Linked DNA regions of Gossypium hirsutum: region 2 is linked to region 1. Evidence: chromatin contacts called from public Hi-C data. All regions are on one chromosome and are shown on one strand. The core of a region is the stretch at or near the end of the contact, and the rest is flanking DNA. Distances in the headings are between cores, read along the strand shown.

What was found. Hi-C and Micro-C count contacts between places; a contact is called where the count stands out from the background.
Region 2: a Hi-C map of leaf shows a contact between it and region 1, with 2.9 times the contacts expected there. The contact joins the enhancer-like site here to the promoter of LOC107927072 in region 1. A contact is called at or near these places in 11 of 34 Hi-C or Micro-C datasets (callus, hypocotyl, leaf and 2 more).

Annotation. Positions count from the first base shown.
Region 1 is chrD03:50,115,828-50,118,527 of Gossypium_hirsutum_v2.1, forward strand. LOC107927072 (zinc transporter 6, chloroplastic) reads right to left here and starts at 1,294. Exons shown (of 2, transcript XM_041090412.1): 1 at 544-1,294. The coding sequence starts at 1,248.
Region 2 is chrD03:50,219,432-50,222,131 of Gossypium_hirsutum_v2.1, forward strand. No RefSeq gene overlaps it. Among protein-coding and RNA genes, the nearest start is that of LOC107927121, 18 kb to the right of the region's middle. Within about 2 kb of position 1,375, at least 1 of the 9 cell types and tissues checked has an H3K27ac peak or open chromatin away from gene starts, as enhancers often do.

The sequences.
Region 1 (2,700 bases), core at 44-2,543:
TTAAAAGTAAAACAAAGATAAATATAAAATTACAAAAAATCAAATTTTAACAATTTTAACATTAAAACAAATTAACAATATATATAAATTAAATAACTTGTAAGAAATTATTAACAATATTATTTAAATTATAAAATATTAATATTAATATTCAAATCATGATGAATTTTTGTATTATTTTAATATTATATGTTTTTAAAATTAAAAAATTAATATAACTAAATGTAAATTAGTTAAATATTTTTAAAAATATTTTATAATTACATTAAATGTTAATTAATTAATTATTTTTTAAAGAAATTCATTAAAAAAATTTAAACAAAAATTAATATTATAAAAAAATTAAAAATTTAATATATATATCGCACAAAAATACAAACATGTAATTAGAAAATTCCAACACCATAAGAATAAAAAAAATCCAAAATAAATATAAAAATAAAATTCCAAAATTAATATAATGCAATGACGGAAAGCTGTAATTTAACCATTTGTAATAAAAAGTAAAAATAAAAAGGGATTTTTTCCCTCTTTTTTGGTTACCTGAGCAATACAGCCACCAAGACCCATGCCTTCAAAGACTTGGTGAAAAGCCAGTGCTGCAACCAGCGGTCTAATCGTACACTGATTTTGCGACATCCCCATCGTCGCTCCGATGACCACTGAATGAAAAATTATCCCAATCTCCAATACCTGCGACACCAGCTTCTGCTTAAGCTTCACCAATTCCTCGTTCGGCAAATCCTTCTCCACTTTCTTTCCGGTCGTCCCCTCCTGTGTTACCACCGGCAAATACTCTCCGGTTGGCTTACTCTGACCGTGCTCCACGTGAGAGCTCGCCGTCAAGTCGACGAAAAGAGCCAGGAGGGCTCCGAGTAACGTGACCAGCCCAGCGAAAGGGAAATCCTTCCACGGATGACGGGAAGCGACGTGGCAATCGGAGAGAGCAGCGAAGGCTTCGGGGAGGACGTGAACTAAGGAGGTCGAGAGGATGACGCCGGCGGCGAAGCACTTGATTACCAAAATCGCCTTGTCGTAAACGGGTTTGCCTTGGAAGTAACGAGCTAGGAAGATAGGGGAAGATATGCCGACGATGCTGGAGATGAAGATTACTACAAGAGAGATGAGCTTTAGGTGTGACGCGGCAGCGCTGTCACGGCAGCCGAGGGTTCGAGCGGCGTCAGTCACGCACGGAGACATGGCTTTAATGGCTACTACTGTAAGAGAAATGGAAGTGGGAGCATGCATCAAGAGGACGAAAATTGATGATTTAATTAGGGATGGGGGTTGATGGGGCCCAATTTGAAGAAAATGTTAGTGTGGTATTAATTAGGGACAAAATTTTCCTCCATTTTTCCTTTTTCCTCTTTGTTTTTAGTGTAGAAAATTAATGAAGAAAATGTTACTTGATATGAATTTTCATTGCAATTAAAAAAGAATCAAAATATATCAAAGTTTGTGCTTCAAAACATTATTCGATATTTAATTCAAGAATTCAACAAAGACAGTGTAAGGTTAAAAATAAAAATAAGAAGTGTTAAAGGTCCTATCTAAAATGGAGTTGAGATTTTGGTGTTTATAGCTAATTATTGGGTTACCCTTTTATTATTGAGATTTAACATATTATCAATGAATAGCTTATTGAGTGGTGTGTTGTATTTGTTTTAAGATCATTATCAATTCATTTTCGATAGGGAAGGGAAGATGAATCTACCTTATGCCACATAGTATCGCTATGCTAGCAAAGGGATTTTTGAAAGTTAGTTGATTTTTACTTGGCAGATATAAGTTCATATATAAAGTAAGTTGCAACTAGATTAAGCGACTAATGTAGAAAAATAAAGATGGACATTAGAACATTGTTCACATAGTTAGGGGTTAAGTTAGAAATTTTTGTTGGAATGGTCAAATTTGAATTATAATTTTTTGAGAGAGCTAAAAATGTTATTTCATCATTGTATTAACATAAAATTTTACAATTTTTCCTAGGATTAAACTATAAACATTTCATTTTGGAGAGGCTATAGTTGAACTTTAAATTTTTAAAAGGGGCTAAATTATAATTTTTACCATTAAATTAACTTAAAACTTGCAATTTCTAAAGAGACTAAAGGGTTAATTTTTCCTTTGAAGGGGGCTAGGGCCACTATCTACCCCCTTTAGCTCTACCCCTACACACAATTCATAAATTTCTTATGTTTCCAAGACCTTACCCAAAGAGATATTCCACTATGCATCAACAAGTACAAGCTACTATTTAAGTCCTACTCACTCACCAAATAACAATATTACTCTATAGTCTAAAAGGATCACTCCCCCTCTAAGTCTTTCCCCTTACAAGCTTAGATGTAAACTAAGTAACTCACTTTAGTTTACTTACAAAATTGCATTCAAAATAACATTTCCTATTTGAACAAACAAAGTGCTCTATTAGCACTTTACTAACCCAAACTAGTTGTGTGTATATACAAGAAATGTGGTTTAACACCCTTAAAATTGTTATACTTTAAAAGCAATAATAGATCGAGATTGAGTACAATTGATTTCTCACTAAAATAAAATAAGGAAATGAAAGTTGTACAAGCCCAAATTTACCCGGGGCCCAATATGGTCCAAATAAAAACCATTACAAACCAACCCACCTAAACACTAACCCACAACCAGCAGAGCCCAAATTACAACCAAACCTAATTAACCCCA
Region 2 (2,700 bases), core at 125-2,624, 100 kb after region 1:
AAGAACTATGCCTAGCTTACCTTCAATCCTCTCACCCTTTCTAGGCTCGTAAGACATTGCATACACATCGGCTTCCTTTGATTGTTCAGCAATGAGTTTCCCGATTATTTTGCATGCATTGTGGTCTGTGAGTGATGCCAAATTGTTTCTAAGATCCTTGGCATTCGTGGTTGCGACTAATATTACTTTGCTTGTACCTCGATGCATCACTTTTGCATGAATAAATTTCTTCGAAAAGAAAACATTTAGTAGAAATGGCCTCATATACATATCAGTCCTTTGTTTCCATGATTTCCTATTGGGTTGCTTTGCAGCTTCACCACGTGATCTCCTGGTCCAGGCAGCTTGAACAAAAGGACCCTAAACATAAATGCCAAACAAAATTAACTTGGATTCTTTTTTGCTTCCTCCAACGGATTTAGTGGGAGCTCAGTGTGTGAATTGTCCACTAAATATGCACAACAGGAAATCATAACTTACTATCATATAACAAATCAAAACAAACACCTTTCCAACTATTCAACATAAAAGCAAAATCCGAACAATTTCAGATCCTAAAGTGTTAAACCGTACAAAGATCCATTTGGATTCAAAAGAGTGACTAAAATTATCAGCCAGATGTATTATGCTTTACTAAAAAGGACAAATTCTGCAGTACGAGTTCACAAGTTCACATATTTTGAGGTGAAAGTACCACAAAAGGTCCTGTACTAAGAGTCAGATTGCATTTAACCCCCTTTACTAAAAAAAAGGCCAATTAGTCCCTATATGTTAGATCAAAGAACAAATTGGTCATTTATGTTAAAATTCATCAATTTTTACTCTTCAAAACTAGTGTGGCTAACCAAATAACTAGACAGTTATACATGGCATGCCACGTGTACCTTAAGCTAACGTATAAAGATAAGTTTTTAACAGTAAAAAATGATGAAATTGTTAATAGAAAGACTAGTTTGCTCACTGATCTAATCTATATGACTAATTTGCCCATTTTTTTTAGTAGAAGGGAAATATACAATTTGACTCATAGTATAAGAGCCTCCATGGTACTTCTACCCATATTTTGATCATTGATCATACTATAATAAAACCCAACCCCATGGAACATCAAGAACAATGATGAGAGGAGATTTTTATTCTCTAAATTTAAACAAAACCTAAGCTCAAAAACATTTTGTTTTGGAGCTTGCTAGTAAAATTCAGCAATGATGTTAACTGCCCCTGTGAACAAGCCGGTAAGTAACGAAACAAACCTCAAGGCAAGATGTTATATCTTCTCAACCATCAAAACATGAGCACCATGATATTCTTTAACTCCAGAGAATGGAAGTAAGATTTTATAACCTTTTCATCGGGAACAGGGTGTACTTCACATCATTTGCCTCGAGATAAATCTCTACAGCGCAAAAAGGCTGTTTAAAATCTTCTAGGTCTAGGCATATTCGATACAAACAATAATGATCCGATTTCTAAATTATGAAACTTTATTTGGCATAGTATATATCTCTACTTTCATACAGAAAAGAGATTATCCCTTCCAAACCAGTAAACTCTTATCAACTTCATACGACATCTTTGAGTTTCAATTAGAAGAGTATATCAACAAAAGGGCTCCGCCGCAAAGGACAAGCTTATAAAATATTGTCTTACAAACATCACCTCGTGGAACAAACCAGCAGGCAAACTGGAATTAGTAAACCAAAAAAGGTAAGTTTTGAGACAACATTTTGTTATATAATTTTCAAGAAATCGAATTTCATATTTACCAGGTCAGCTCTAACACATTTTGCAGACTCTCGAACACCTAATATCACCATATTCAACTGCTAAACGCTCTGATTTACTCAGTTACAGAATAGAGAGTTTTGATTCCAATTATAACAAAGAATATATCCAACTCCACATGCTTAAATTTGGAGTGCATGACTGGATTTCCTACAACTGCTATCGCTGCTGAGCTATCATATCAAATCAGCGCCTTTGGTAAGTTTGGAAGACACAATTCAGTTAACAGGGACTGAATCCACGTCATTTCAGCAGTGACATGTGCAACACTCCTGTATTCCGCCTCTGCTGTGGAACGAGACACAACATGTTATTTCTTCGAGCTCCACGAGACCGGATAACCTCCAAGGAAGATACAATACCCAGAGGTGGACCTTCGATCGTCAATGTCCGACTCCCAACTCGCATTAGAGTAACCTTCAAGAAGGAATTTGGAAGCGCGAGTAAATTGTAATCCGTAGTTCAATGTGCCTTGTAAATAACGTAGTATCCGCTTGATTGCTTTGAGGTGACCAGTTAGTGGCTTATACATGAATTGACACACCTTGTTGACTGATTAGGCGATGTCAGGCCTGGTGATCACGACATATTGCAAGGCACCTAGGATGCTTCGATATTGATGGTCATCTTCAAGGGAGCTTCCTTCCTCAGCAGCCAGACGATTAGTAGCAACCATCGGTGTTGGGAGAGCATTTGATCTGTCCATAGCTACTTTTTGAAACAAGTCTCTGATGTATTTAGCTTGAGACAGAACTATCCCATTCGACGTGTACTTGACTTCAATACCAAGGAAGTAGCTCAACTGTCCAATGTCCTTCAACGCAAACTGAGCATCAAGTGTCTTGACAAATCGATCAATTTCCTGTGAGTTACTGCCTGTAACAATGATGTCATCAACATACACTAAAACGTACA